7 separate regions of the Mus musculus genome follow, and all the other regions are linked to region 1. The links are chromatin contacts, called in public Hi-C, Micro-C and promoter capture Hi-C maps. All regions are on one chromosome and are shown on one strand. The core of a region is the stretch at or near the end of the contact, and the rest is flanking DNA. Distances in the headings are between cores, read along the strand shown.

Evidence for each region. Promoter capture Hi-C pulls out the DNA fragments that hold promoters and counts their contacts. Hi-C and Micro-C count contacts between places; a contact is called where the count stands out from the background.
Region 2: a contact with region 1 is called in a promoter capture Hi-C map of cranial neural crest. The contact joins the promoter of Hif3a here to the promoter of Trim28 in region 1. A contact is called at or near these places in 3 of 39 promoter capture datasets (cranial neural crest, frontonasal cranial neural crest and maxillary cranial neural crest) and 1 of 484 Hi-C or Micro-C datasets (B cells).
Region 3: a contact with region 1 is called in a Hi-C map of B cells, with 5 read pairs. The contact joins the promoter of Calm3 here to the promoter of Trim28 in region 1. A contact is called at or near these places in 1 of 39 promoter capture datasets (frontonasal cranial neural crest) and 1 of 484 Hi-C or Micro-C datasets (B cells).
Region 4: a contact with region 1 is called in a promoter capture Hi-C map of cranial neural crest. The contact joins the promoter of Dact3 here to the promoter of Trim28 in region 1. A contact is called at or near these places in 2 of 39 promoter capture datasets (cranial neural crest and frontonasal cranial neural crest) and 1 of 484 Hi-C or Micro-C datasets (B cells).
Region 5: a promoter capture Hi-C map of cranial neural crest shows a contact between it and region 1. The contact joins the promoter of Zc3h4 here to the promoter of Trim28 in region 1. A contact is called at or near these places in 2 of 39 promoter capture datasets (cranial neural crest and second pharyngeal arch cranial neural crest) and 1 of 9 other capture datasets (pancreatic islet).
Region 6: a contact with region 1 is called in a Micro-C map of embryonic stem cells, with 3 times the contacts expected there. The contact joins the promoter of Ccdc9 here to the promoter of Trim28 in region 1.
Region 7: a promoter capture Hi-C map of cranial neural crest shows a contact between it and region 1. The contact joins the promoter of Kptn here to the promoter of Trim28 in region 1. A contact is called at or near these places in 2 of 39 promoter capture datasets (the HPC-7 cell line and cranial neural crest).

Annotation. Positions count from the first base shown.
Region 1 is chr7:13,021,886-13,026,285 of GRCm38.p6, forward strand. It overlaps Trim28 (tripartite motif-containing 28), which reads left to right and starts at 2,267. Exons shown (of 17, transcript NM_011588.3): 1 at 2,267-3,176; 2 at 3,419-3,531; 3 at 3,759-3,891. The coding sequence starts at 2,834. Gm31649 reads right to left here and starts at 2,704. Exons shown (of 1, transcript XM_006540453.4): 1 at 1,823-2,704. The coding sequence starts at 2,660. The coding sequence ends at 2,115.
Region 2 is chr7:17,059,928-17,064,327 of GRCm38.p6, forward strand. It overlaps Hif3a (hypoxia inducible factor 3, alpha subunit), which reads right to left and starts at 2,500. Exons shown (of 15, transcript NM_001162950.1): 1 at 2,429-2,500. The coding sequence starts at 2,454.
Region 3 is chr7:16,922,038-16,926,437 of GRCm38.p6, forward strand. Calm3 (calmodulin 3) reads right to left here and starts at 1,995. Exons shown (of 6, transcript NM_007590.3): 1 at 1,804-1,995. The coding sequence starts at 1,806. It overlaps Gm45972 (predicted gene, 45972), which reads left to right. Exons shown (of 3, transcript NR_165470.1): 2 at 378-525; 3 at 1,403-2,481.
Region 4 is chr7:16,873,435-16,877,834 of GRCm38.p6, forward strand. It overlaps Dact3 (dishevelled-binding antagonist of beta-catenin 3), which reads left to right and starts at 1,883. Exons shown (of 4, transcript NM_001081655.1): 1 at 1,883-2,239. The coding sequence starts at 1,991. It overlaps 9330104G04Rik (RIKEN cDNA 9330104G04 gene), which reads right to left and starts at 1,452. Exons shown (of 2, transcript NR_152128.1): 1 at 778-1,452.
Region 5 is chr7:16,398,546-16,402,945 of GRCm38.p6, forward strand. Zc3h4 (zinc finger CCCH-type containing 4) reads left to right here and starts at 2,651. Exons shown (of 14, transcript NM_198631.2): 1 at 2,651-2,761. The coding sequence starts at 2,748.
Region 6 is chr7:16,284,735-16,289,134 of GRCm38.p6, forward strand. Ccdc9 (coiled-coil domain containing 9) reads right to left here and starts at 2,046. Exons shown (of 14, transcript NM_001382411.1): 1 at 1,966-2,046.
Region 7 is chr7:16,117,748-16,122,147 of GRCm38.p6, forward strand. It overlaps Kptn (kaptin), which reads left to right and starts at 2,129. Exons shown (of 12, transcript NM_133727.2): 1 at 2,129-2,434; 2 at 2,743-2,825; 3 at 2,965-3,049; 4 at 3,123-3,177. The coding sequence starts at 2,212. It overlaps Napa (N-ethylmaleimide sensitive fusion protein attachment protein alpha), which reads left to right. Exons shown (of 11, transcript NM_025898.4): 11 at 1-235.

The sequences.
Region 1 (4,400 bases), core at 1,017-3,516:
GAGAGAGAGAGAGAGAGAGAGGAGAGAAAAGGAAGAAGAGAAAGAAGAGGAGGAGGAAGACACATGGAGAAAGGGGGGCAATGGGGAAGAGGAGAGAGGGAGAAAGGGGTCAGGGAGAGAAGGGAGTCAGAGAGAATAAGAGAGTGAGGAGGGGCAAGCAGCCCCTTTTATAGTAACCAGGCATACCTGACTGTTGCCAGGTAACTGTAGGGCAGAGCCTAGAAGGAATGCTAGCAACATGTGTACTTGGTGCACATAGGTCAAAAGAAGATGTCAGATCTCCTGGAACTATGGAGTTATGGTTGTTTGCTTGCTACCATGTAAAAATGCTGGGACAAAACAGTGCTCTCTGCAAGAGCAGCAAGTGCTCCTAGACTCTAAGCCATCTCTCCAACCCTTTTCTGATAGTATATTACTATTATTATTATTTTACTATATTGGTTGATGTGGTGGAGTATGTATCCAGTTTGACTTCACTATGTAGCACAGGCTATACTTGGACTCATACTCTTCTACAAGCACCTGCATTATACCGCATCTGTCTGTCCTACCTCAGAGTCTTAGCTCGCTTCTGTCTAAATTTTCTTTCCTGTTTGGGGACAGTGTCTGGATAGTTACTTCTACCAATACCTATAATTATTATTTTATTTTTAAAAAATTCACCAGGCATGGTGGTGTGAGCATTTAATCCAGCCCTCAGGAGGCAGAGGCAGGTGAATCTCTGTGAGTTGGCTAGCTGAGTCTACAGAACGCTACAGAACGAATTCCCGGACAGCCACGGATGTTACACAAAGAAACTGCCTTGAAAACAAAACAAAAACAACAAAAAATTAAATCGCATGTGTAGTGAATGCGCACACGTGCCTCAGACTGAGCATGAAGTCAGGACAATCTGAGGGAGTTGGTTCTTTCCTTGTACTTTGGGGTCTTGGTGATTAAACTCATGTGGTCAGGCTTGGTGGCAAGTGTTCCTGAGCCGTCTCACAGGCCTCCATCACCGCTCTTTCCCACCCCTTGCCGTGGTTCTGGTGTGGTGGGGATACAGCTTCGTACAGCCTAGGCAAGCAAGCGGTCTGCCACCCATTCAAATTCCCAGGCCCCATCACTTATTTACTTTGCCCTTGTGTCTCTGGTACCCTAAAGTCTGCTCCCGGGGTTGAGGTAGGCGTGGTTCACAGGCACCCTATCCTGGTGAGTCCAGTCCCAGCAGTCCGTGAAAATACTCCGCAAATATTTCTACGGGGAGCCCGCACTCCCCCCGCCCCCCAACCCCGTGCTTGCTTTGCCAGCTTCCAGATCATACCCTCCTTTCTTGAGGTAGGAAGTGAGAGTCCAGAGGCTGGGTCTGGTGGGGGCGTGGCCCGCCGAAGGGTGAGCGCTGAACTGCCGAGGAAGGAACAAAGGCTGGGGCGGGGCAAAGCCTTGGGCCCCCAGCCTGATTGGGAACAAAGGCCACACCCGGGACAGTGGCGGGATACTCCTCGTCTCTCCGCTGCCACGTGGGTGAACACCTGGTTCCGCGCGGAAGGGGTAGCCTCTTGCCGTTGAGAGCCTTGGAACTGCTTGCGGGCAACAACTCACTGTAGCCCAGATCCAGACTGGCGAACGGATTGCCAGTGCACTGCAAGGCTGCAGAGGCATCCACTCTCAGCACGGCAGTGTTTGGGAAGGGGGACAGGTTGCCTTTTCACATTGATCCTGCTTCTGAGATGAAACGCTTAGCCGCACTTGATCCTGCTATCCTCTACCTTAGATCAGATTCTTCAACCTAGGTCCAGCTCCTCAGTCAAGATTCCTCCCCAGGTCTTATTTCTCCCTCAGATAAGATTTATCAATCAGATCCAACTTTAATTCCTTAGCGTTAAATGTTCAGTTCTCCTAACACACACACAAAAAAAAAGAAAAAAGAAATCACACTAAAATCAGTATAGCAGAGGACTAACACAGAAGGGGCTTTCGAAGGACTGGGCAGAGTTTTACAGAATGGCTTCGCAGTATCTCTCTGTGATCTGCGGTTTGACTTGGACAACTTTCTGCTTCCCGAGTTTAACAATAAGAAAGTTTGGGTTAAGACCGCCTCCACGTTCGGCGGGAACTTCCTGGCAAAGACCCCCTCACCCCCTCCACCTGGGCTCCGGCGCTTTGCTCTGCCGTGGCCCCGCCCACCCTGTATTGTCCCGCCCCTCTTCCCCGACTATAGGCCAGGCTGCCGCTGCAGACGTCGCCACGCCTGCTGAGGAGGCGGGGCCTAAGGTTCGGCTCTGCAGGACCTGCGCGCTCAAGCACGCGGGTTGCCAGCCTGGGTGCACCGTGCGGTGGGCATGGGAGACGTCAAGCACGCACTCTGCGGGTGAATTCCTCACCAGCAGCATTGCTACTCTGGATCTAGAGGGGCGGCAGCGAGTGGAAGGGAGGGCCCTGGCGCGTGCGTAATCTGCGCCCCGCCCCCAGGCTGCGGTGCCCAACGCGCGTGCGCGGCGTCGTCGGCGCCAGATATTTCTGTCCCGCCTCCAGGCCGCGGCTCTTTCTGCGAGCGGCGCGCGGTCAGGCGGTTGTTCGCAAGTCTTGCGGCGCGAGTGTCTCAGAAGCGAGGGAGGAGGCGGCGCTGGTGGCGGCGCCGTCGTCTGTACAGAGGCCCGCAGCCAGCGGCTTGGCCGCATCTCGACAGCGCCTGGGGCGCGGCGGGCGTCGGCCCAGGAGACGCGTGGCGGCGCTCGGCCTCGCGGCATCGGCGGCTGCCTGGCCGTTGGCGGCGAGCGCACTTGCGCCTGCGCAGCGGGCTCCGTGCCCCTCCTCCCCTGGGCGGCCCCCCCACCCCCCCGGCGGCGTGTGAATGGCGGCCTCGGCGGCAGCGACTGCAGCGGCCTCGGCCGCGACGGCCGCCTCGGCGGCCTCTGGTAGCCCAGGGTCGGGCGAGGGCTCGGCGGGCGGTGAGAAGCGTCCGGCTGCTTCCTCAGCCGCGGCGGCCTCTGCAGCCGCGTCGTCCCCTGCGGGGGGCGGTGGCGAGGCGCAGGAGCTTCTGGAGCACTGCGGCGTGTGTCGCGAGCGCCTGCGGCCCGAGCGGGATCCTCGGCTGCTGCCCTGTCTACATTCGGCCTGCAGTGCCTGCCTGGGCCCCGCTACACCCGCCGCAGCGAATAATTCGGGGGATGGCGGCTCGGCGGGCGACGGCGCTAGTGAGTACTGGGTGGCCAGGTGCCCCTCCCCCTCCTCGCAGCCCGTGCTCGGGACTGCGCCTGTGCGAGAGTATGGGGGCCCGGGTAGGGTTAAGTAGGCCTGCTGGTTTAAGAGGGGGCGGGGAACGGGTCCTGGCCTCTGCCAATGCCCGTTACCAGGTCTGGACACCGAGGTGCAGAATGTGATGGGAGATGTCAAGAAATCAGAGGGTGTGCATGCATTCCCATTTTTATCTTGGCAGTGGTGGATTGTCCAGTGTGCAAACAGCAGTGCTACTCCAAAGACATCGTGGAGAATTATTTTATGCGTGATAGTGGCAGTAAGGCCTCTTCTGATTCCCAGGATGCTAACCAGGTATGTCCTGTGGGAAATCTTGGGGAAGAGGGAAGCGTGACCTTTTCCAGAGCCTCTCACCATCTTCACTAGTTTGGATTGTATCCTTATGCGGTCTCAGTGTCTGGGAGGGCGGCACAGATTTGAGTGCATTGTATGAATTTTAGCTTGTGTTTACTGGCAAGTAAATACAGGTCTGCTGGGTTAGGTCTGCCTGTTCTAACCCCCCACCTTTCTATCACTCACAGTGCTGCACTAGCTGTGAAGATAATGCCCCAGCCACTAGCTATTGTGTGGAGTGCTCTGAACCACTTTGTGAGACCTGTGTGGAGGCTCACCAGCGGGTGAAATACACCAAGGACCACACTGTGCGCTCCACAGGTATGTTGGATTTGTAGGCTGTTGGAACTGCCTCTGTCTTGGTTGACTAAAATGCATACTTGATGGATAGAACAAAGAGGATTTTCAGGAACCTGACACAGAACTCAGAAATGCTTGGGTTTCAGGAGCAGACTTTGGAGGTTTAGGTGGAAAGGGAAAGGCCTCAGGCAGAGGGTGTGTAGGGCATCTGCTACCATTGGTACTAGGAAGTCTCATGGAGGGGTGTAGGTCCTGGTAGTGGGTCACTTAGCATAAGCAGCTAGTAAAGGCTAGAACGAAGTGACTTCCATCTTTGCAGTTGGTGGTTCTCTGGCACCTGGCTTTAGACCAAAGAAAAAGTCAGGAGAGTTTTTTTTCTTCTCTCTCTCTCTTTTTTTTTGGGGGGGGGGAGGGTGTCGAGACAGGGTTTCTCTGTAGCCCTGGCTGTCCTGGAACTCACTCTGTAGACCAGGCTGGCGTTGAACTCTGGTATCTGCCTGCCTCTGCCTCCCAAGTGCTGGGATTAAAGG
Region 2 (4,400 bases), core at 1,250-3,749, 4.0 Mb after region 1:
CTCACTGGGAGAGTTCTGACTCCCATTATCCAAGACTGGAAGCTGGTGCTCTGGGAGGGAAATCCCTGGGCCAGGGAGTGGAAGCTTGGGGGTTTGAACCCTGACTTTAGAGCCTGTGTTCTAAAATGTTATTCTTCAAGAAGGTGTGCCCACCACCCCAGGGACTCCTGTCTGTTCCTTTCTGCCTGGTGGCCTTAAGTCCTTTCCTCCTGTCCCAGCACCGCTGCGGATCTCCCTAGCTGGCCCAGCTCTGGGCCAACCCCTTGGCAGTGTGCCCAGCCTGGGACGTGCGCCTGGAACCTTGCCACCTTCACTCCGTGTTCTAACTGAGAACAGAGGGTGGGGCCTAGGGGCCCAGGGTGAGGCCTGGGAAGGGGGACTTGGGGCCCAGTGGTGTCTTAGCCAAGAGAGAAAAGACCCCATCTCTTTCTCACCCCGAACAGCTCAGGGAATTAAGACATTAAGAATTTTCACATTCTGAGCTTCTCTCTGACTCTTAGCTGGGTACTGGGGGGTGGAGGGGCTTGCCAAAACTGTAGAGGGTTTGAGGTGCACTGGGGGCTTAGCTTTACATCTGACCCCTTTGATATTGCTTGGAGGTGACCTGAGAGGCCAGGGGACAAGGTTTGGGTTGGAGAAAGGACTTAAGGTAGGGGTCAGTGGGGAGTCTCTCTGACCTTGATCCAACTTGTTCTCATGTCATTCGGTGGGGTGTCTAGCCATCTGTCCTGTTTTTCCCGGAAACCCTGCTCTCAGGTGGGTATTCAGGGCAGTGTGCTCATTCTTGATCTCCTATGAATACTCCCCACAAAGAGTAAGATGGCTTGGAGACGGAAGCTAGAAGAAAGAAAGGGGCACACGGCGCCAGAGGTAACCACTCACCCTCACCCAAGCCCCCTCTGATGCCAACTGTCATCCTGGGGGTGCAGGAGGGGCCCGGAGCTCAGCTGTGAGGCGGGTGCAAGTTGGATGTGCGGCCGCGTGGGATGACACCACAGGAAAGGGCTGGCCTTGGGTGCTAACGGGAGGAGGAGTGGGGGGGGGGGAGCGATGACACCCTAGTTAAGTTAGGAGAGGGCCCTCACACAACCATAAAGGGGCGCTGTCACGAGCGGCACCAGGGATGGCCTAGAAGGGGTGGGGACTGAGTTCCCGGGTGGGCTCAGGGCCAGAAGTTGGAATAGATGGGCCAGACAGGGCCAGAAAAAGGGCGAGCCTGGGTGGGTTGAGGTAGGGGGTAAAAACTGGGTGTAGAGAAAAACCAATCAGATCTCGGAAGCCAGGGAGGAGGGACAGGGGTGAGGCTTGAGGGATGCCCCAATTTAGACAGGGAATACCAAGAGTCTAGGAAATTTTTCTGGGGTCTCCCGTGGCAACCTGGCGAAATGGGCTCCACTGGCTATGGTCCCAAAGCCTCTGCACCTGTTGCAAGGTGAACACAGAACCCGCTTCTTCCTAGGATAACCCCAGCTGTGTCCAGCCACAGGAGGGCGCTGCCTTCCCTTGATTAGCCAGGGCATCTTTCGGAAGGATGTCTCTCAAATAGGGTTTGGGTGGGGCCCTCCTCCCTCAATTACAGACTGGGTCCAGGCAGATGAAATTGACACAGAACCAGATCGCAGGAAGTGGCTCAGATTTGTTCTGTTGGTACTGAAAAGGAGCGACCCTACTTATTTAATGCTGTTTTTTGAGACAAGAAAATGTAGACCAAAGCTGGTCTGGAACTTGCCATGTAGGCCAGGCTGGCTTTGAAAGCATCAATCTCCTATAGCTTTCCAAGTGCTGGGTTTACAGGCATGAATCTCCTTCCCCAGCTATCATTCCACTCTTTGAAAGGCAAAAAGACCTTGGTTAGGTCCCACACAGCCTCTAATGAGGACCTCCCTATCCCCATGTCATTTTAGAGCATTTTGAAGCTTGGGAGACTGTTAGAAAGGGCATGGTAAAATTAACCTCTCTCCTGGAATTCAGAAATAGTGTCTTTCAGGGACTCCCTAGAAACTCCAGTTTGGGGATCCCTTATTAACACCACAAGAGCTAGACTGCCAAGGAAGACTCCTTTCAGGGATTTGGAGGAAAAGACTTTTTTGGAAGAAGTCTTCCTTGCTCAAACGCGACCACCTCCAATCCATAAGGAACTTGGAGTTTCACCCCCAGCCAGATGGAGGATTGAACCCGATGTATCTGGAAATTGCAGCTCATAACCCCAAAGCAGTTCCAGGGGAGGGGGGCGGGACAGCTGGAGCTCTGGGGGTAAATCCCTGATACCCTGAAAACCTCTAAGGTGGAGGGTGCATCGGGATGTGTCCCCAATCGGGCGCCTCACAGTGTCCTCAACTTGAGCCACACCCCAGAGATGAGGGGTTCCCTTAAAGCTCCGTCAAAGAGAGCCCCCAGACCCCACCATCCTATCCCCGAAGCCCTGTACCTCACGCGCTGCAGCCCCAACGCCATGGCTCGCCCTTCGCGGTTCCAGAGCCCTCGATGCCCAGCGTCCCCCTCCCCTGCCTGTGTGAGCCCCCTCCCCAGCTCCACCTCTGCCACTCCATTGGCTGGTCTTTGCCCAGCCCGCGGCTCTGATTGGAAGGTGGGCTTGTTGCTCCCGAGAAGGAGGAGGGACTAAAGGAGAAGACTTGGAACTTCAAGGGGTTGGGGAATCCGATGTAATGCACACCCCCAGCCACGCCCCTGCCCCAGACTTCCTTGGCAGTCCGGAGCCCGCCGGGCGTGATTTCCCTCCAGTCTCTGAACTTCCATATGTACACTTCTGAACCATCTGATTCACTGTTCTCTGTGTCCCAGTTCCTGTCGCAGTCTCTGCCTTCACTCCCACCTTTCCCAACCCCCTCTCCTTTCTCCCGCTCTGTCCTTTTCTTGACGTACCAAGTCCCCACTTCTCTCCACCCCGAACTCTACTTCACCTGTATTTCATAACCCCTTTCTTTGCCATACCCCATGTCCCTCCACTGTGTGGCCCCACTGTGGACCCCGCCTCCCAGAATCTTCCTTGTCCACCCGTCTCCACCCCATCCTGACCCGTGGCCTCTCTTAACTCCCTGTGCAGGTTCCTGCGGATGAATAATTAAGCTTCTGTCAAGTAAATATGCTTTAGCTTCATCACACCCACTTGTAAAGGGAACAGAGAACCGATGAGAGATACGTGCGCAGTGACATGGACAGGTGGAAGACGGTACAGCTGGGTAAGGAAGAGGAAGGAAGTTCCTGTGTAGGCTGGAGAGGGCGTGGACACTAAGGACAGGGGTGAAGGAGCAGTGTTCCTTCCGTATGCAGGTTTGGGTACACTCTACACTGCGGCAGAAATGGATTTATTGTTTTTGAGTTATTGGGCAAGCTCCATCTTAGGACTTTCACACATAACTGCGCACTCTCTTTAGAGTGCTCTTCTCGGCTAGACGGTTGGCTCCAGGTTTAAGGCCCTTGCTGCCAACCCTGAAGACCAGTGTTCAATCCCCAGGCCCTCCCCCCTCCCCCCACATCGTGGAAGGCAAGGTCTTTGATTTATCTGCGCGCACGCGCGCACACACACACACACACACACACACACACACACATACACACACCACACGTAAAATGTAATAAAAAACTTAAAAAAATTCTCCTCTAAAAATCCACATGGCTCCCCACCTCAACTCAGGAAAATAGTAAGCTGTCTCCTCCCATTGCCTTCTCTTCTCCATCTTCCTTCTCCTCTTCTTTCTCCTTCCTCTTTCTTCCTCCTCTTCTCCATTTTATTTTCAGATGGGGTCTCATGTAACCCCGTCAAGACTGGCCAGCAAGAGCTGGCCTTGAACTTCTATCCTCCTGCCTTCACCTTCCAAGTGGATTACAGGTGTGTACCATTATGCCCAGCTCCCATGCCATTTAGTTTCAGTTGATTTTATTTGAATAAATCTGACTATATCCATGCTATCAGCAACTCCAGGGAAGAAGGCAAAATCCAGACAGAGCCAATCACTGTAGGACTTCCTTGGCCACAGTGATTACCAGTTTTGGGAAGATATATGAACCAAACTAGTATAGTGAAGATTAACTCTGAGGACTTTGCTGTAACTGTCAGGAGAGAGGGTTTATTTATTTCTTATTGTTTTATTGTGTTTATAGCACAGAGGATTGAATTTGGGACAAACTCAACCAGAACCATACATATCCCCAGCTCTTCACTGTGATATTGAGATTCTAGGCAGGGGCTCTACCACTGAGCCACGCCCCCAGCCCCTCACTGGGGGATTCTAGGCAGGGGCTCTACCACTGAGCCACGCCCCCAGCCCCTCACTGGGGGATTCTAGACAGGGGCTCTACCACTGAGCCACACCCCCAGCCCCTCACTGGGGGATTCTAGGCAGGGGCTCTACCACTGAGCCACGCCCCCAGCCCCTCAC
Region 3 (4,400 bases), core at 745-3,244, 3.9 Mb after region 1:
GCCAGTTACCAGGGACTCTTCCTTCCACACCTTGCTGGATACAAACAGGAAGAGAAAACCTGGTCAGGGCCAAAGCTGGGACCCTCCTTTGGAGGTGGGGAGTGGGGGTTGCTGGCAGCTGCCCAAGCTGTAGGGCCCCTTTAGCAAGGTTCTGCTGGGGGGCGGGGGGAATGGGGTGGCGGCAAGAAGAGCCCTCAGGTCTGTGTCAGCAGTATGAGATCTGATACGTGGTGGCGGCTGCCTGTCCTCCCCAGCTTTGCCAGGGAGGGTGGTGCACGCGGTTCCCAGCCTGAGGCTGGGGGAGGGGGGATGGTGGGGAGGGCTGGGGGTGTTGTGGGTGGCAGGACCAGAGGAGAAGTAATCTATTTTGCTTCTAGAAGCTTTAGCTTTGGGCGCTGGGGAAGAGGCCTGGAAAGAACAAGTGGCCCTTGAGTCAACGAGAGGGTCCTTGGAGGTCTTCTCTGGACAAGCACTGCAGCCCCCGCCCTGAGGGATGGAACTGGGCATCTGTCACTGACCCAAACGGTACTGTATTGCGCTGTCATTTGGCACAGTGAGGAGAAGCAGGTGCATGAAGCTGGAGGAGAAAGGCAGCCCTCCTAGCCTGGAAGGGACAATGAGGGGGCCAAGCTTCCTGGCTTAGCCATCATTTGATGCACCCCAAACTTTGACCCCAGTCCTGTATCATGCAGCTTCAGTGCGCAATAGGGCCCTGAACAACTCCGCCCACCTGCTCCCACTGCCTCAGTGCCTTCAGCCTGGCCCAGCCCCATTCTTGCCAAGGCAAAGGGAGCACACAGCTACTCCTTCAGGTCCTCTGCTGCAGCCCATGACCAAGCCCGAGTCATCAGCCTTTGTGTCGGGACCTTTCCCCGGAGACACCCACCTCTAAACCTAGTCCTACCTCAGCCACCATTCATTGTCTCCTACACTTCTCTAGAAGGCTGTCCAACCTCACCCCCACCACCCAAACTCAAGTCCTTCCCTAGCCCTCACCTTGGAAACCCCGTTTTTTCTCTGACCCAAACAAAACACGCCTTACAAACCCCAACCTCTCTTTCTAGTGCAACAACCTAGACCTCAGAATCCTTCCTAGCTACCCCCAACCAAGTTCTCCACAAGGCTCCCTGGTTCCCCACACTACCCGTGATCACATCCCCACTCCTTTAAAAACATTTCTGCGACCCCCAACTCTCCTCAGTCCCCTTCTGGGTCCTCACAGGCTCCAAGAGCATCTTCTAGCCTCTGCTGCCACCCACCTCGGGCTCCTCCTTACCTCAGCCTGCACCTGACCCTTCTCCTCTTCCTCCTCCTCTTGGCAATGCTTGTCCTTGGAGACCCCTCCCCCACCGGGGTCTACAGTGCACAAGTGACCCAGGATCCCCATCTATCCTCTCTGCAGAACACTCCCTAGGAACCGACCGGTCCCCCTCTCCGCTACCCACAGCCACCCCTCTAGGAGCAGCCTCCTGCATTCCTCCAGGACCCAAAGCCTTCATCGCCGGCGTTTCCTATTTCCTCCTCCCGGGGACCGGGTAGATGTGATTCTAAAACCAATCGCCCGGAGAGGGATCCGAATGCTGCCTGGGAGGTGGCGGGGGTGGGGATGTCCTGGAGCTCCTCATTTGAAGCCTCAGACTGTCTGTTTGGGGGTCCTACCAATTCCATCTGCTGCTAAAACCGCTTCTAGAAGTCCCAAGGGCCGCATGGGAGGTCCCGAGGGGCCCGGCCTCTCCCTCCCAGGGTTCGCTCGCCATCTCCGGGATGGGGGGGTCTCCACCCGACTTCAGCCGCCTCACTCACCATGGCGAGGCACCGGTATCCGGAGCTCGGGGATCGAGGTTACTCTGGCGGCGGCAGCAGCTGCAGCAGCTCGAGCTCCGCCGCGCGTCCGCGCCTCCACACTCTTTGCCCGCAGCGCGCGCCACCGCCGCCGCCGCCCGCCCCAACGGTCCCTCAACGGCCGCCGCGCGCGCCCCGCCTCGCCCGGCCCCGCCCCAGACGGCTCGCGCGCTCCCGCTGCACTGCGGCTTCCTACGGATCCCTTCGCGTCAGGCTCGTGCGGCTCGCCCCTTCCACAGAGCCCAGCGAATCTGCTGCCGCACGGGCACGCGCACGCGCGTTCCCCACCGCGGGGACTACTTTCGCTCTCGGCGCTCTCGGCCCCTTGCATCCGCTCCGCTTTCCTCTCTGGCGGAAGGGCACCGGTTTACGGAGAGTGACACGTCTCTGTGTGAGCCACGCCGCTATTGGACCCGCCTCGTGGCGGAAATGAGAACGCAACTCCGATTGGTCCGGCCTTCCCTGCAATGCGTCAAACTGGGGCGAGCCACCGCGCGGTGTGCGGGGGGCAGCACGACCTGTGTGGCTCTGTGGAGCCGCGAGGAATAGAGGGGCTAAGACGGAAACAGGGTGGATGTTGGAGAAGCAAATACGTTGTCTCTATGGCTCGGAAATAAAAATGGGTTGGGGGAAGAAGCAGAAGGACTTTCTTCTCTCTCCCTTTGAGCAGATACAAGATGGTTTAATCCAAAATCGTGGGGTCTAGGAGCCTGGCCTGAACCGGCTCTTCACAGTGGTTGGCTCTTCAAGGTTCCGCTGGTCTCCTGAAGGTTCCACCCTCTACGCGTACAATTTGCTGGGATGGCTGAGTGGGTGAAGGCGCTTGCAGGCAAGCTAGAAACTGTGAGTTCGATCACCGGAACTCACGTGGTGGTTTGGAGAACAGACTTCCACAAAGAATTGTCCTCGGACTTCCACATGCGCGCTGTATAAATAAGTTCAAACAAACAAACAAACACAAATCTAAAACACGCACAAAAGCAACATGTGGGGATCTGGACTTGACTCTTGATCTCAGGATCTGTACCCAGAACAATCTCTGGATGCAGAATGTTTTCATTCATTCATTCATTCATTCACTCATTCAGCCAATTAAACATGAATTGGGCACTGCTGTCTGCACAGATCTGGTGCCGGGCTGTGCTGGTGACATCACACTTCTCAACCATTCTCTTGTCACCTAGACAGTGTGACTCACTTCTTATTCTAGGGATTCCAGGCACAGAAAGAAAAAGAACTGTTGCTAAGGGCACCTGAGACAACTGTATTGTATACCATAGTGTATATACTGTACATTACTGTACAGAGCCCTCGTATAGGATGGGAGTTGGCATTTTCTTCCTTCCTTTATTTATTTATTTATTTATTTATTTATTTATTTATTGAGACTGTGTAGCCCTGAGCCCTGGTTGGCCTTCAGAATCAAAGGCATGCATCGACACTCCAGGGCAAGAACTGACAGAGAAGGGGGGTGGGGGGAGAGAGAGAGAGAGAGAACTTCTAGGGTCAGAAAACTTTTTTTTTTTTTTTTTGGTGGGGAGGGAGAGACTGGGAGAATATAGTCTTTCTGTAAATGCCGCCTGTGGACATCTCTTAAATCTGCTCTCAGGAAAGAAAATGTGTCTAGTGCAGAAGGAAATAAAACTGATAGAGCAGAGGCAGAGAGGAGGGAGGATCTTGTTGACATTGGTTTAAATGTCTGCAACCTGTAAACTGAGATTTACAACCTGTAGGTCTTGACCCCCTTGTGGCTTGCATATCAGATATCTTGCATATCAGATATTTACATAATGACTCATAACAGTAGCAAAATTACAGGTTTGAACTAGTAATCAAACAATTTTTTAAAAGATTTTTATTTATTTATTACACACAGTGCTCTGTCTGCATGTATGCCTGCAGGCCAGAAGAAGGCACCAGATCCCATTACAGATGGTTGTGAGCCACCATGTGGGTGCTGGGAATTGAACTCAGGACCTCCAGAAGAGCAGTCAGTGCTCTTAATCTCAGAACAGTATCTCCAGCCCACAATGAAATAATTTTATGATTTGGAGTCCCCAGTACTTGTATGGGGTTTTTGCAGCATTAGGAAAGTTGAGAACCACAGACTTAATGACATTAAAATGTGTTCTCTCTTTTTTTGAGTCAGGGTATCTTAGTTTGGTTTCTATTTCTGTAATAGAGGCCATTTCTAAAACCAGCTTGGGGGAAGAAAGGGTCTGTCTTAGTCAGGGTTTCTATTCCTGCACAAACGTCATGACCAAGAAGCAAGTTGGGGAGGAAAGGGTTTATTCGGCTTACACTTCCATACTGCTGTTCATCACCAAAGGAAGTCAGGACTGGAACTCAAGCAGGTCAGGAAGCAGGAGCTGATGCAGAAGCCATGGAGGGATGTTCTTTACTGGCTTGCTTCCCCTGGCTTGCTCAGCCTGCTCTCTTATAGAACCCAAGACTACCAGCCCAGAGATGGCACCACCCACAATGGGCCCTCCACCCTTGATCACTAATTGAGAAAATGCCTTACAGCTGGATTTCAAAGAGGCATTTTTCTCAAGGAA
Region 4 (4,400 bases), core at 633-3,132, 3.9 Mb after region 1:
AGACCAGGCTGGCTTCAAACTCAGAAATCTGCCTACTTCTGCCTCCCAAGTGCTGTGAGAGTAAAGGTGTGCGCCACCACTGCCCAGCAAGACTAAATATTTCAGTGTGTGGTGTATGTGTGCACTCACGCACAGAGTGCAGTTGCCTGAGGAGACCAGAAGAGGACAGTGGATCCTCTGATGCTGGAGTTAAAGAGGACTGTGAGCCTCTTTTTCTCTCTGTGTGCCAGAAACCGAACCCAGGTCTTCTGGAAGAGCAACAGCACTCTTAAATCACGGAGCCATTTCTCCAGTGCTGGGATTACAGATATGACTCACCATGCCCAAGACTCAGTTCTTTATGAGTGGTAGAAGCTGTTACTCCAAAAAAAAAATAATAAAAAATAACAGGGTTATACGTGGTGACCCACTCCTTTAATACGAGCACTGGAGTAGGGGGAGTCAGATACAACCCAGAGGTGGTCTGAAAGTAACAAGCCAGTCTGGTCTACATAGTTACAGTTCAGCCAGGGTTACTTAGTGAAACCCTCAAAAAGCAAAACAAAACATAATTATGCTGTTAAACGTTCAGAATAACTTTTTTTTAGATGTAGATGAAGAGCACAGAGAGACCAAATACGTTTCCTAGTGTTACTCTGCCTTAAAGTGGCATAGACTCACCACATCAAAGTTGGTTATTGCCAGATGATCATAAAACATTATAAAAGACAGTTTCACACTATATTTTTCTTTCAATGACAGGCTGTCATAGTTAGCCCAGATTGGCCTCGAACTCACCGCGATTCTACGGCCCCATCCTCCCTTCCAGATCTGAGCTTTTAAGGAGTCAAAGGTCCGTCTGAGAAATGGGCTATTTCACAAACGTTGCCGACACACCGGGTGTAGTGACACATGCTGGCCGCGTGAGGGGGCGCTAGCCCGGCTTGCCCAGTGAGAAGAGGCAGAATGCAGCCTTCGAAAGCAGGCAGGCTCAGATTTAGAACTTCAGAACGTTGAGAACAGAGCATCTCAGAAGACTGAGAACAAAGCCTCTTAGAACCGTGAACAAAGGCCCCTGCGAGCTCAGACTGGTGGAACTCAGCTCCACCGCACCTGGAAGACAAAAAAGACCTCAGATTCTCTTCTGGTCAAAGCATAGAATATTTCACCCAGGGTCTTGTAATTCCGTAAATGTGCTGTTTTGATGAGACAGAAACTCGCTGTGTAATCCAAACTAGCTTGAAATTCACTATGTAGTTTAGGCTGGCCTTGAACTCTCAATTCTCCTCCTGGTTCAGCCTCCCCTATGATGGAATTACAGAGCCGGTTTGAACAGGTCCTGCTTAAAAGCATAATCAAACCGTAAGATGTTCAATCCGCTTTACTTCTGAGGGTCTGGGAAAGCTGCCTGGAAGAGGAGGCGTGATCCGGATTCAATCATCACTGATGATCCTTCTGCGCAGACTCAGAAGCTGAAAGTTTGGGAGGGGCGGCAAGAGCAGCTGCGGAGCTGTCACGTGGATCCAGTCTCTATTTATAGACCACCCTTCCCTGGACCTGGAGAGCCCAATGGCAGCCAGCGCTCGCCCGCAAGGGGGCGGAACCAGCTCCAGAACCAAGCGACTGGCACCAATGAAATTGGAGCAAGGGCGGGCTTGCTTCATTGTGATTATAAAGAAGGCGTGGCCACAGCCCCAGGATCGCCGCACAAAGGGGCGTGGCGAGTCTGATACCCCCGTAGGTAGTCCTGGGCATGCGTTGTTAAGGAAAAATGGGGCGGGGCGGAGCCCTGCGTCACGGAAGGCAACAACCAATAGTAGGTCGTTGTCGTGCCTTCAGGGGCGTGGTCATGTAGATGAGGCGCGGGTGGGCGGCCCAATGGGCGGGCGCCTATGCAGATGAGACGGTGACAGCCCGGCCAGCGGGCGGGCGGGCTGCTGGGGCGGGGAGGTGGGACCGGCGAGAGGGGCGGCCGTGGGGCCCGGCCGGGCTGGGGCGGGGGGCCGCAGCCATGATCCGGGCCTTCTCGTTCCCGGTGAGCCCGGAGCGGGGTCGGCTGCGGGGATGGTTGGAAGGCAGCCTGGCCGGGCTCTGCGAGTTGCATTGGCTCCGAGAGAGGCAGGAGTACCGCGTGCAGCAGGCGCTGCGGCTGGCCCAGCCCGGGATGGGGGGCGCCGAGGCTGAGGACGAGGAGGACGCCGAGGAGGACGAGGATGCGGCAGCGGCGCGCAGGGCCGCAGCAGCCCTGGAGGAGCAGCTGGTGAGGGGTCGCCTGTCCGTGCGTCCATCCATGCATTCCTCCCTCCCCCATTCGTTCCCCCACCTCCCTGCTCCTGTGTCCGTCTGTCTGTCTTGGTAGTGTATGCTCAGCACACCGGTCCTAGGGTAGGGGAGCAGGCAGGGGGAAAGAGATAAGACTGGAGACCTGGCTTTTCCTACCCCCAAATAGAGCTGATAGGGAGGATGCACGGCCTCCGTTGGACTCAGCATGGACCCTGTTAACCGTCCTGGATGCCTAGTGTGTGTTAAACCAAACATTCGTCTTCTTACAGATTTCCTATTTCATGAGGGTTTGAAAGTCCCCATTTTACAGAGAAAAAAACTGAGGCTTAGAGACAGGAAGAGACTCACCCAAGGTCACACAGCCGGCATTCAAACATAACCTCCCTCTGGGCCCCGCTACCCGGAATCCATCTTCATCTTTCCTTAAGTCTCGGGGTGCTTGGAGATCCCTGGAGGGGGCGGGGTGGGGGAAGGGGAATCTTCAGGCCTCTGGAGAGAGAGACCGGCTGCTGAGAAACCCCCGAACAGTCCCTGAGGACCCCCGGGGGCATTTTGATCAACCCAATGACACTTCTTTCTTCTACTTGGTCCCATGGCTCAGTAACACGGGGAGGCCAGGTGAAGATAGCTAGGGAGTGAGGGGAGAGAGAGTATGATTCGCCGAGGAACTCTAATGATGACTTTCAAATTGAAAAGGCTCCAGCTCTTTCTCCCTCCCTACATCACTCCTTGAGTCTGGAGACCCTTTCCGGTTGTTGCTCCAACCTTTCCATACCCCAGCATCTCTGTTTCATTTCCTTAACACAGTCTCTGTCTCTATGGTCTTCCAAGACCTGTAAAGCTTCCAAAAACAGAGGAGATTAGAAATGGGGTCGTGGTCTGTCTCTAGGCCTCAATGTTTTTCTGCCTAATGTCTGTCTCCATCTCTCTTCCCTTCCCCCAGCCCACTCCCCTGGCCCATCCCATCCCGGTACCTAAGCCTCTATGTGTGTACATGTGTGTGGTCAGAGCTTCCCGTTTAGGGAAACCTGAGCCGAGGCTGTGGGGGTGGAGACGGGGATCTGGCTGTTGCTGACCTCGGCTGCCCCCTCCCCAGATGGGAAATGGGGAAAGGGGCTGAGGCCAGACGCCCAGCCCCACCCCCAACCGGCCTGACGGTGCAGGGAGTGAGACCTTACACATTCTTCTCCAAGCAGAAACAGCTGTGGGAGGCCCCGCCCCCTCCAAAAGTTACCGAGGAGGGGAGGTGTTCAGCCGCTACCCCTGCCCTCCGCTGCCTGCGCTTTGCCAGACCCCTCCATCCAGTCCACTAAGAGGGTGGGAGAAGGCACCACTGCAGACCAGTAGTGGTCTGGCCTCTCTCCCTCCTCACTCTCTGCCCCTCTTCTCAGTGCTGAGTCCTCCTGGTTAGCATGAAGTGGTGATGGGAGAGCAGACCTGTACCTCACACTCCACCCCTTCCCCAATGTAGGCAGTAGAGGCTCTCAGCCAGGCCTCAAAGAGGAGGAGGTGGAAGGCTGGGACAGGAGCCTGCCTGATGGAGGAGTAGAAAAGCGCTAAATATAAACACCTCAGGTGTTGAGGGCTCCTGGGTCTTTCAGAAGAGGAAGTGGGGTCACTCCTGATTCCAGAAACCCCCTGTCTTATAAGACAACCTACATCTCCATCCATCACTCAGAAACACCCCCTATGAAACAAAACAGAAAACCCCGAAGTTAGACTTGGTGACTCTGTGAGACATGATGTGGGCATGTCACATTCAGAGTGGAAGTATTGCAGAGAGAGGGGAGTGGATATTGTGTATAGAGGGGTCCTGTTGCTCCTAGGAAGGAAAAATATCCCTTCCAGCAAGAAGGACTTGGGTTAGACTTGCAGAAGGACTTTTTTTTTTTTTAAGATTTATTTATTTATTATATGTAAGTACACTGTAGCTGTCTTCAGACACACCAGAAGAGGGCATCAGATCTTGTTACGGATGGTTGTGAGCCACCATGTGGTTGCTGGGACTTGAACACTGGATCTTTGGAAGAGCAGTCGGGTACTCTTACCCACTGAGCCATCTCACCAGCCCAGGACTTCTTAACATAGATGAAAGGGCACCGGAATGTAAAGAGAGGAAAAAAGATATGGGGACATTT
Region 5 (4,400 bases), core at 1,401-3,900, 3.4 Mb after region 1:
TGTACTTACTATAATAAAAAAAAAAAAAAAAAAAAAAAAGAATAGCATCCTGACAGGAGGCTCTAGCAACCAGTCTGAGATAAGTGGCTCACAAGTTTCTCAGAAGAGTTTTGTGTCCAGGCCCCCATGTTAGCATACAGAACATCCAGCTGACCTGCATCCAGGTACCCAGTGATGGTTTTAGTCTTCACCTCCTGCTGCCAGGTTTGGCAGGTGTGTGTTCCTGACAAAAGGACTCCCTAAACCCAATTCCCTGTCTCCCCCACACACACCTCCCGTGTGTGTTTTCTGAAATCTCTCTCTTCCCATTTCTGTTCCTGGTGCCCCTTTCTGACTGTCCTTTGTTCTTATGGCTCTGCTCCAGTCTGTCTGCCTTTACCCCTTCTCCAGACCCTCACTCCTGTCCCTTCCCCCCCCAATAAATTTCTTTATACCAGATGACGAGCTGTAACATCTAAGGGGCATACCTTTGCATGGGCCCACCCTTGCTGCATTGTATTTCATGACACCCCACCCCTGCATTTCAGGAGAAAAATGTTTTGTTTTTTCCTCTTGTCACTGGGCTCCGACTCTCTTCTTCCTTGTCCCTGCCTTGTCCCGTGATCCCGTCTTTCCCTTTATTCTTGCATGAGGTTAGAGGATGTGCTATCATTGGGGAGTCGGTTCTTCCACCATGCGGGTCAGGCGGATCTTGAGTTTCTCACTTTTCTGCCTTCACACTAAGTGCTTCTGGGGCCACCGCAACTGATTCTATAAGGTGCTGCGGATGAAGCTATGGGTTTTGTGTATGCTTAGAGGCTAGCACTGCTAACTTCAACTTTTCCGCATATCCTGACTCCAAACACTCGGTCTTAAGCCAGTTAAGCTTCCAGCCTTCGCGTTCAGTCTCCATCTACAAACTAGGAATATCAACTTGGGTAGGAGGTGAAACTTCAAAATACTTTTGTTAGCGGTTTAAGAACCCGGTCAAGATCTCCACTTCGCCCTCACAGTTGGCACCACCCTTCTCGCCTCCAAGGATGACGCCACTGGCTGAGTTATGTAGTGACGTCATCTCCGGGCCGCCTCTTCTCCAGCCCCTCTTCGGGAACGACCGACTCCTGGGACCGGTCTCCGGCTTTCGGTTAAATTTTTTCCCCTCCCATTATTCTCCCACCTAAAACTTTGGGCTCTTCCCGCCTTCCTTCAAACTAGCAATTTTCGGCTCTTCTCGCTTGCTTTGGGGGCGAGTTCCTGAAAGTCATTTACCCTTGAGTTAATTAATCGCCTTTCTAGCCCCACCCGTTCAGCTTATTCGCTAATTCCTATTCGCTCCGCTCAATGTATTTCGGCTACTTCCGCCTCCTCCCGGGATCCCTTCCCTGACTTCGGCTCTTTCCGGACTCTCGCCTCGCCCCCCCCCAGGGGGGGGCTTCTCCCATCCCGAAGCGCTTCGGCTATTTCCGGCTCTCCCGGCCTTCCCTAGCCCCGCCCCCACGACCACCCTTGGTCCTTTAGGTGGGTCTCTGATCCGCTCCGCGTTGCTGCAGTGACCTAGATCTTCCCTCGGCTCTTTCCGGCTTTTTTCAGAGTCTCGTTAATCTCAGCTGTGTTCGGCTCTTTCCGTGCCCTCTCCTCCGCCTCGCCCTTCCGCTTCGGCTCTTTTCGCCGACTTTCGGGCGGGCTGGCTCTGCCCTTCTCCACGTGACGCTCCTCCGGCCTCTCCGCTACCCCCTCCCTCCACGCCCTTCCTCCGGCTTCAGCCTCCGTGCTTGTCCCGGCTGTGCCGCCATTTTGTGTGAATTCCTGACCGCGGCGGGGGCCCGGCAGCTGGGGCATCTAGGGCGGGCAGACAGTCGGCCCATCTCCATAGCCCGATCCCTCTTCTCCCCGATTTTTTTTTAACCATCCCCCCTGCTCGCTCTCCTCTCCCCCCCTTTCCCTTCGCTTGCTCCGTCGCGCGCGGGCCCGCGCTAATTACACCCAACCACCCACCAGTGTCCGTGTCCCCCGGGTCTCAGGCCTTGGGGGGCCGCGTGTGTGTGTGCGTGCGTGTGTGGCGGAAGGGGACCTCTCGTCCCGATGAGGGTCCCGTGCCCGTGAGCGAGTGACCTCAGGGCCAGGCTGCGGAGAAAGCAGGCGGCGGGCGGCCTTGCCGGGGCCTAGGCCTCGCGGCCTACGTGGAAGTCGGCTCAGAGGTGACTCCGAAACCGAAAAAAAAAATACTCGATATCGATCTATGTATCTATATGCCCAGTTCCCATCAGGAGGCCCCGGAGCGCTGAAGTGTGCCCCTCCCGCCACGCCCAAGCAGTCCTTTTTGGTGCATTAACATCCCCTCCCCCTCAAAGGAACGATGGAGGCCGTGCCCGGGACCCCCCCGCCGCCGCCATCAGAGTCGCCACCGCCGCCATCGCCACCGCCGCCATCAACGCCTTCGCCTCCTCCGTGTTCCCCCGACGGCCGCGCGGCCACCCCGCACCTCCTCCACCACCGCCTCCCGCTCCCTGACGACAGGTCAGGCCCCCCGGCCTGGGCCGGGCAGCGTCCCCCGTGGGAGGGGGGGAGGAGGAGGAGGAAGGGGACGGCCGCCATGTTGGGCCGGGCCGCGGAGGAGGAGGAGGAGGAGGAGGAAGGGCGGGGTCGGTGGGTGTCTCTAGCTCGCTCGCTCTTTCTCGCTTCGCTTTCTCTCCCGGCCTCATGCGTTGCCCCCCCTCGCGGCGTTCGCCCGCTCTCCCTCGCTCTCGCTCTGTCTTTTTTTGGGCGCCATGCTGAGGGGAAGGTGAGGAGGCGCCCCCCGGACCCCCCGCGCCCGCCGGTCTGTCGGTCCGTCCGCCCGCCCGGGGCACGGGCCGCCAAGGGGGTGGGCTTGCCGAGGCCCATCAGCCTCCTCGGCCGCCCCTGCTCCGGGAGCTGGCCGTCAGCGGCCTGTCGCCTGGCTTCGGGGAAGGCTTTTGGGGGAGGGGCCCCCGGATTCTCTTGTTTTAGGGGCATCTCCAGCTTGCAGCTCCTCTCTTAAGGGGTTCGGAGTTGGGGGTCTTCCCAATCCCCTACAGTATCCTTTCTCCTGGGGGACGCATACCCTGTCCATTTTGGATAGGTACCCGAGTCTAACGGAGGCAGAAAAATGGGGGTTTGGATCAGCCTTCGCTCTTTCGTTCTAAGGAGGACTCCTTAGGATGGGGGCTCTGGTGCACTTTTAATTTTTTGGCGGGAGGTATTTTCTAGCTTCTCCCTAGAAGGCAGGCAGGTAACGGGTGCATTTCCAGCTCTTTTGATTAAATCCCCTGACCTTCTTTGGAAACCCTATTGGTTTTTTTTTTTTTTTTGGGGGGTCCCTCTCTTTTTGTAGGTAGGTGACAGTCAGTGGTGGAGGGTCCTTAGTTTTAAGGTTTTTGTTTTTTTGCGGGGGGGTTGTATGAAGGTTGCTTTTCCTGCATTGGATAGTAGAGGAAGTTGGCCACCGCTTTCTCCGGGCATCGCCCCCTCTTTGGGGCAAAACAGGGTGCAATCGCCCCCTTGGGAGCAAAGATCTCCCCCGTGTGCTTTGGCAGGACGTGAACTGTGGCGCCTCTTGTCCTCTAGTGCGAAATGGGTTCCCCACGCCCTTCTCTGGCGGGTGATAATGGGACCAGCCCTGCGTGTTTTGAGGATGAGAGGTTTGGGGCCATTTTTGCCCTGCTGGAGCCGAAAGATAAGGGGTACATAGTTTGCTGATTCCTGGGAGCTGGAGTGAGTAGGTTTGAAAATAGGTGGGTTTCAGGGAGCAGAAAAGCTAGTCTTGCAGGCGGGGGTGGGGGTAGGGTGGAGAATGCGCTAGACAGAAGCCTCGCTCGCAGCCGTCAGGGAACCGCAGAGGACCCCTTCAGACCATGGGTCTCAGCCCTTTCTCCCCACTCCCACCTCCTGTTCTCCCTTTCTCCTTCACAGACCCTCCTTTGCCTTTTAAAAGAAATGCCACCCACATTCAAAGACACAGGTGCAGCAGTTTGGTGAGCTTTTTTTACAATTTTTTTTTTCCTGTTTTGTTCTAATTAAATGTATCGTCCTGGGAATCGCAGCCCTTCGCAGTCAAGGAAATAAACAGATTAGCGGAGGTCTGTTCGCTAAGCCCACGTTGGGCTTCCTGGTCCCCTCGGGGGCAGGTGCTTTACTCAAAGGTGCTTGCAAGCTTTATCCGACCTCTAAGGAGTTCTCTTATGTCAGAAGTGTATGTCTTACAATGGGTTGGGATGGTAAGTAGCCTCTTTTATTGAGTAATTCAATTATCTCCCTCTTTTAGTCCCTTTCCTGCCTGCTTACTCCTCGCCTTTAGACCAAAGTGATGCTTGAGAGTGGATTTATTATGTTCAAATCAGGATTCTAACCTATTGAGCCCTTTTAGACTTGCACATCCTTTCAGTGTTTAATTTAAAAATTTT
Region 6 (4,400 bases), core at 796-3,295, 3.3 Mb after region 1:
CAATTAGTCAGACCCACCTTGGGAAAATTCTGACCCACCCCTGTAACTCATACTAATTCCTCCAAAGGCGTCAGTCCAGGCTCCATTTCCTATGACAATTTTAGCCAGGATCTGGATCTCAATAGGTCAGCTACAATCTTTCCTTCCAACCTGCAAAAGTTACTTCTAGAGGGCCAGAGGGATCTCCTGGAGTAAAGGTGCTTGCTGCAAGCCTGGAGACCTGAGTTCAATCCCCAGGACCCACAAAGGAGGAGAGAAATGATTCCCACCAGTTGTCCTCCGACCTCCATGTGATCCCGCACACATGCACAAAATAAATAAATCATAATGAAAGCCGGACAGTGGTGGCGCACGCCTTTAATCCCAGCACTTGGGAGACAAGAGGCAGGCGGATTTCTGAGTTTGAGGCCAGCCTGGTCTACAGAGTGAGTTCCAGGACAGCCAAGGCTCGAAAAACAAAACAAACAAACAAAAATCATAATGAAAAACGGTTCCAACTCTGTCTGCCCAACACGGACTTTAGTCCATGACTCCCCAGCCCCCAGCATCCTAAAAAGGCACTCATCCTACCAAGGCGGAAAAGATTCAGCAAGCAGGCCCAGGATCCACCGCAGGGGCCTTCCTGGACCAGACTTGACCTTCATAGTGATACTCAAGGCAGATGACAGAACTTCTACAGAGGCTTACAAGAGAAAACTGCCAGCAGCAACCGCATCCCTGACCTGCAAAAACGTCTGTGGTCCCACCCCTACCTAGGGTGAAACTTCAAGCCCCTCCTTTCCCTCCAGACTTCTGGCCCCGCCCACCAAAAATTCACACTCTGGCGCCACCTCCAATTTAACTGGCCCGCCCCCCAACAGACTGGGAAACATTCTGACCCCGCCTCTGAGTTCCCTACTTCCCTGCCTGTGTTTGGCCCCGCTCCCCAGCTCAGTAAAAACTTCCTAACTCTATCCCCGCCATTCGCCATTCTCCACCAGCACCCTAGCCCCACCCGCAAAATCCCTGACATCGTAGCTCCACCTCCACCCAGTCTCAGCCAGCCCCTGGACCCTCCCCTAGCTTCTGGGCAAGAATCAGGACCCAGCACCAGAACCAAAAAACTTTCCTGCCTAGCCCAGGAAGTCTCCGCCCCAAACACTAGTCCCATGCAATAAATAATGTAACCACGCCCTAGTGCAGCAATCAATACCTAAAACACTGAGGACAACATTCCGGCTACACCCCCAGCATCTTGACCAAACCCAGCACAACACCGCAACTCAGTCATCACCTCTTCACTCAAAGCCCAAACCCTGCCCCTTTCCCCACTCCCCTCCAAACTTTGGCCCCGCCCCAAACACATCCACCCCCCCTTAGCTCCACCCCTGGCCCTCATGACCACGCCCTGTGGCACTCCCTACAGCAAAGACTAACTTGTAAGGCCCCAAGCAATACTCTAGCCCCGCCCCCATCTTACTCCGCCCACCATTTTTGACCACTCCCCCAGGTTCACCCGCCTACCGACCAAACTCCACCCCTTACACGCCCCAACACTTTAGCCCCGCCCCCAGTTTCCACCGTGCTAACGCCCAGACTCCGCCTCTTATCCCCATCCTACACTCTTTGATCCCGCCCCCAGCGTCTCCGCCCAACGTCCCGAGCCGGGCCCCTAGTCCTCCAGGCAAAACTCTGGCCCCGCCCCCAGACCGACACAGCGTTGCAAGCCCCGCCCCACTCTGGCAGCCGCCAGGGCTTCGGGCCTGCCAGCACCCGCGCGTCTGGCTCTGCCCACGTGTTCACCGCCCAACCTCAGCACCCCTCAAGCGACACATGTGGGCGTCGGGTTCCCGCCCCCCGCAGAGTACCCTGACCCCGCCCCCGCCGGCGGCTCGCCTCCCAGTCCGCGCGCGTTCACGCTCCCCTCACGTGGGCGACCAGGCCCCGCCCTCTCCGGGCGCGCTCCCGGCCCCCTCCCCCGGTCACCTGTCCCGGAGACCCCGCGGTGTCTGCGACTCCGGCTTCGTCCGCCTTCGCGTCCACAGCTCCCGGGCCTCACTCGTCACTTCCGGCCCGCACCACGTGAAGAGAGGAAATAAGTAGGGCACTTCCGGTCTTGACATCCCATTTCCGGGTGCCTTAAAGGGTCCGCACCCGCTCAGGCTCTGCAGAAGGTAGCAGAAGCCTGTTTCTTCTTTCTGATTTCAGGGATTGGACTGGGGGCACGAGGTGGGACTTGAACCCACAGACATGTAGCCCTAAATCTCTGGGCTCCTTTTTTGGCTTACTGATTTCCGATTTTACTAAGTAGAAATCAGACATTTTACAGGGACCCCAGAAAACCTAAACTGGTTTCATTACCTCTTCTTGCAAATGAAACCTTAATTATAGAAACTGTAACCAATTCATAAAAATAGAAAAAAAAATTTAATCAACTATATAGGGGCTGGAGAGATTGCTCAGTAGTTAAGAACACTGTCTGCTCCTCCAGAGTTCAATCCCCAGCAACCACATGGTGACTCACAACGATCTGTAATGGAATCCAATTCCCTCTTCTGGTCTGTCTGAAGACAGTGACAGTGCACTCACATGAAGTCTTTAAAATATATATATATATATATATTTTTTTTTTTTTTAAATCAACATTATCCAGGCGTGGTGGCACAAGCCTTTGATCCCAGCACTTGGGAGGCAGAGGCAGGCGGATTTCTGAGTTCGAGGCCAGCCTGGTCTACAGAGTGAGTTCCAGGACAGCCAGGACTACACAGAGAAACCCTGTCTTGAAAAAAAAAAAAAAAAAAAAAAGGAAAAAAGTCAACTACAAAGCTGGGCGTCGTGGCAAAATACGTCCACTACAAAAGCAATGTTCTTTCTGATTTGAAGAAGCAACAAAAAGGAGCTAGTAGAATCTTCCAAGTTATTTAAAGCATGCCTTTTTTTGTATTTATAATAATTAAAAATAACTTATCAGATATGTCTATTTTATCAACTGGCAAAACAATAAAAGTACAATAAATTCATATTAAAAAATCAACTATACAAAGCTGGGTGTCATGCCTCTAATTACAGCACTTGGGAGACTGAGGCAGGAGGATTGCCTCGGGGTCAAAAACAGCATGATAGATAGATAGATAGAGAGAGAGAGAGAGAGAGAGAGAGAGAGAGAGAGGGAGGGAGGGAGGGAGGGAGGGAGAGAAAAAGCAGGGTGACATGGCTGAGAGAGTAAAGACACTGGGCCAATTATGACCTCAGTTTGACCCCTGGACTGTCAGGTGCACAACCTCTTCTACCTGTTGAGCAATGTGCTGGCACTTTAATTATTACTTTTTTAAAAAAAAAATATCTGTACTGGCTTGGTTTGTTGTCCTTAACACAAGTTAGAGTCATCAGAGAGGTAGGAGCCTCAGTTGTGAAAATGCTGCCATGTAAGTCACCATGTGGTTGCTGGGGATTGATCCAGCTGTAGGGCATTTTCATAATTAGTGATTGATGGGGGAGGGCCTAGCCCATTGTGAGTGGTGCCTGATCTCTGAACTGATGGTCCTGGGTTCTATAGGAAAGCAGGCTGAGACAGCTGTTGGGAAGCAAACCAGTAAGTACCACTCCTTCATGACCTCTGCATTAACTGCTGCCCCCAGGTTGTAGCTTTTTGGTGTTTGTCTGGAGAGCAAACACACTGGGTTCCTACTCTGATTAAGTTCCTATCCTGACTTTCTCCAATGATGGATTTTGATATGAAAACCAACCAAATAAACCCTTTACTCCCAACTTGCTTTCTGGTCACGTGTTGCATCTCAGCAATAAAATGTTGACTAAGACAATATCTCAGTTGGCCCCAAACTCCTGACTCTCCTGCTTCAGCCTCTTCAGTGCTAGGGTAGGATTACAGGTCTGAGCAGCTCTGCCCACCAAACTGACCACCTTAAGCTGCTGTAAGATATCCCATCTGACAAATGGCCACAATATGTCCAACCTGTCTCATGGGTGTTAGAGTTATTTCTGTTAGCAGGAATTGCCAACAATACTTCACTGAAATTCAACAGGGGCAACTCTGCCTGTCTGCCTGTCTGTCTGTGTACCTGCTTGCCTGCCTACATGCCTGTCTGTGTGCCTGTGTGCCTGTGTGCCTGTGTGCCTGTGTGCCTGTCTGTCTGTGTACCTGCTTGCCTGCCTACATGCCTGCATGCCTGTCTGTGTGCCTGCCTGCCTGTTTGCCTGTGTGTGTGTGTGTGTGTGTGTGTGTGTGTGTGTGTGTGTGTGTGTGTGTTGTACACAAAGCAGGCTCGTGACCAGGTTCTGTCACTTAGCTACATCTGCAGTCTAATTTTGTTGTTCTTTTGTTTTTCTTTTAAACAGAAACATAAGCTGGCCCTGGGCAGTGGTGGTGAGCACCTTAAATCCCAACACTAAGGAGGCTAAAT
Region 7 (4,400 bases), core at 879-3,378, 3.1 Mb after region 1:
TGCTAAAAACACTGGTTTGACCACATGAACACGTGAGTCTGCAAGGTGGGGCAGTGACTACTGCTAGAGCCTGGTGGCCAGAAGCCTGGCAGCAGCTTCAACAAAAGGACCCTGTCTCAAAGGAATAAGAGTGACAGAATATGACCAGATAACTGTCTTCCTGTGTATATGGGTATGCACAAGATACATCTATTACATACACAAATAATAAAAACGAGAGGCCATGCCAACCTGCACATCTCATTCATTCTGGATGGTTCATGAAGCACTGCTAGATGTCCACAGGGGTACTGTGCTCACTGCCCAGGAATCTGGAATGCTCAGCTCCTCGCCACACTATGTCTAAAGACTGCCCAGGGGAAGTTCTCAGTGCTAACAACATACTGGCTGATGGCCTGCCACATGGTTGGAGGCTTCTAAGTATGTCTATGCTCATACACCATGGCCCAGAATGTCCGAGGACATTGTCAGTCCTCCTTAACTCCTTATTGAAGCAGAGTCTTGTGTGTATTGCTTGAGACAGGGACACACCGTGTAGCTTTGGCTGTAGACTAGGCTCGCCTCCAGTGTACTGGAATTAAAGGTGTGTGGGGTTAAGGCAGGGACTTCTTTCTACTAATGTACTTAGTACTTCAAGTTAACTGGCCCATGAGCTTCCAGCTCCATCTCTCCAAAGGAGTACTAGGACTACAGATAGGCACCACTTCCTCTGACTTTTTCCATGGATTCCACAGGTTGGGCTTGGGTTGCTGTGAGGCTTGCATAGCAAGCATCCTTATCACCTATGCCATCTATCTGGCCTAGAGTCGGCAGGGTTTTGGCATATCTACGGAGCCTGCTTTGTGTCTGAGGCTATGCATCCCAGGTGCTGGAGTTGATTGAAGTGGCAGATCCAGACCCCCTGAAAGGCCTCATAGCACCTGGCTGGTAAGCCCTCCATCACAGAAACCTCAGTCCAGATCCTGCTCTCCCTCAGCGTCGGGCTCAAACTTTGTAAAGCTCTTTGCATAGTTCTGGTGAGAAGTTTGTGAGGGACTCTCTAAAGGGTGTGATGGCACCAGGAGCAGTGTGAGTGGACAAGGTAGCCATGGGTCCTGCAGACTGTCACTATGAATGTTCACTAAAGCAGGTAGTCTCTTCTGCCATCAGGATGGACAGGTTAACTGATCTTTTCCCTGGTACAAGAATACACTTTACTGTTTTAAAGATAATATTGCTTAAAGAATTTACTTAACTCAGTTGGCCTATATAATAGATTCAAGAGTACCTTAGGGCCAGCAAGATGGCTCAGCAGATACTGGTGCTTGCTACCATGCCTAAGCAGTTCAATTGCTGAGACCCAGAAGGTGAAGGGAACTGACTCCCAGAGTTGTTCTCTGATCACATGCCATGGTACATGTGCCCATACAGAAACATACACATAAGTGTTTTAAAAATATTAAGAATACCTACTTTAGAAGGGCACGCCTGTGTTCTTGGCACGTGGCATACAGAGGTAAGAGGATTGTCACAAGTTTGTTGCCAGCCTGATTTGTAAATTATTGGTTCAGCCAAGGCTATGGAGTAAGATCCTGTCTCTAAAAGTAAAAAGTTTAGATATGTGCCTCCACTTCAGCTTGCTTATGAGTTTAAATAAATTGGCAGATCGAATGTGCTTATCCAAAAGGGTAGTAATTAGGTTTTATAATTGTTTTGTTGTTCAGATAGTTTTTGTTGGAGAATGAGTGTATTTATAGGAGTGCATGTGTGTGTAGAGAGAGACAGAAGTTGGGGGCTGGGAGTGTCTCCTGCAGACCGACGGGCCTGAAAACTACTTATTACTTAAGCTTAGCCTCTAACTTTGTAGAAGGGTTGAAACTGCTGCGACTGCCTCCACTTCCCAAGTGCTGTACTCACAGGAGTGTGTGCCCACCCACAGTTCAGGGTGATACTTATTCTCCTTTACACACTGCTTTCAGAGAGGCCCAGAGACGCCTCCATTCCCCCATCTCAAATCCTGGAAGGCCCTCTCCATAGCTCCGAAATGGGCAAGGACAGAACACTCAGTTGCAGAAGGGCAATTTTGTCTGGGCCGCCCAGTCAAGGAACCAAGCGCCATATTTGTAGAGGGCAGTAACCGCAGCTTCTTGACGTCATCAGTATGCGCTAGTGGAGGTTTCCTGACAGGTTGGGGAGCATCAGGCCATCTGGGACCGATCGCGGAGGGCCAGGATGGGGGAGGCGGCCGTGGCAGAGGGACCTTGTCCACTGCTGGAGGACAGCTTCACGCGCTTCTCGTCGCAAAGCAACGTGTACGGGCTTGCTGGAGGCGCGGACGGGCGAGGGGAGTTGCTGGCCGCCACTCTTAAAGGCAAGGTGCTCGGCTTCCGCTATCAAGACCTCCGACAGAAAATCCGGCCTGTGGCTAAAGAGCTGCAATTCAACTACATTCCCGGTGCGTGGCGCTGTGGTGCCTGGGGCGGGACTAGAGTCTGGTGTTGAGGATTCTAAGATTGTCACTGTGTTGCGAGGTCAGGGTCAAAACTGATAATCATTAGGGTTCGAGACAGTGGTCATCATGGCCTGAAAGTAGTTAGGGTTCAGGATTCCGCAAACATAAGTTATCAACAGCATAGTAGTCGGTGTTCAGAGGTCATGATGATAGCGGTCAGACGCCTGCATCTGCTGTGGTATGAAGTTAGTGTGGTTAGGCTGCAAGAGTGGAGACCTGCCTAATCAGTGAACTTTGAACTCCCCTCATAGTGGATGCTGAGATCGTCTCCATCGACACTTTCAACAAGTCACCCCCAAAACGGGGCCTGGTTGTGGGCATCACTTTTATAAAGGTACCACAGCACCCTCCACCTGTCCACGCCCTCCTCCTTAGTCACTGTGGATCCCACCAAGTCTCTCTCAAGTGCTCTGAATCTACTCCAAATGCCTGTCACCTCCCCTACCTCCCCTGAGAGAAGTTTCCACCCCCAGGACTCAGGAGACAAGGGCAGTCCGTTTCTTAACATTTACTGTGACTATGAGCCTGGCTCAGAGTACAACCTGGACTCTATTGCAGGTGAGTGGGGCTTAGGGGAGAGCGTAGCTGGGGCTGCCAGGGGCTGCTGGGCTTAACTTGTGTCCTTCTGCAGAGAGCTGCCTGAATTTGGAACTCCAGTTCACACCTTTCCAGCTGTGCCACGCAGAGTGAGTGACCCTGGGCACCCATGCTCTCCTACCCTTTCCTTGCACTCAGAGGCTTTTGCCCTATCTGGAAAACAAAAGGCTTTTCCTCTACTAAGGATTGGAAACAGGTAGTGTTAGGGGCCCAAAAGGTGATGGGAAGTATAGCCGGGAAGTGGGGTTTCACTGAGCTTTAGCAGACTGGAATCCACACACCTGCCATCACCAGTCTGGTTCTCGTGGTGCTTTTCAGAGTGAATGCAGCCAAGATGGTTACATTGTCGCCCCTCAGGTAGATCATTCCAGTGGGTTAATTGAGCACTGGGAACTCAACTTCCAAAATTCTAGATCTCTACTTCCCAGGCCTGGAATTGTTCTGTAGCCCGAGAAGCCCTGAGATTCCCAGATTTAAAAGATGCAATTGAATGCTGAGGATACATTCAGGCAGTAGAATACTTGCCTGGCACACAGAGCTCTGGGTCCCATCCAGAGCACACATACCAGTGGTGCATACCTCTAATGTCAACGCTCAGGAGACAGAAGCAGGAGGATAAGAATTTGGCTCAAGGTCATCTTTGGCTGCATGAGTTTAAGGCTAGCCTGGGTTATATGAGAGCTGTCTCCAAAAAAAAAAAAAAAGTTGGGGGGGGGTTCTATCAAACCCAGCAGCTCCTGAGATTCTGTACAGGGACCTGTAAGGAGGTAGAATACAGACCATCTAGAATCTTCACAATTTAAAATCCCAAAGAAAGTGGGTTCATAAGCCGGGCGTGGTGGCACACACCTTTAATCCCAGCACTTGGGAGGCAGGTGGATTTCTGAGTTTGAGGCCAGCCTGGTCTACAAAGTGAGTTCCAGGACAGCCAGGGCTATAAAGAGAAACCCTGTCTCGAAAAAAAAAAAAAAAAAGAAGAAAGTGGGTTCATTTGCGAGTCTTCATAACAACACTGATACCAGAGATTAGCAACATTGTTGTTTTGTTTTGTTTTGCATTTTTTGTCAGTTAGTAAATCTTAGGTTCTGAGGGTCAGACAGTTGGTCTCACAGCTGTACAGTTTTACCACTAGAGTAAGCAAACAGCAGTTGACATGGTAGATGAATGAGGATTGTGCCAATAAAACTTTATTTACAAAAAGCATTTAGTGGGTTGGATTTGGTATGCAGGTCCTAGTGCCCAACCTCTGGTTTAGCAGGTAAGAGATACAAAAATGAAGCTTCAAGTGTGTGTGTGTGTGTGTGTGTGTGTG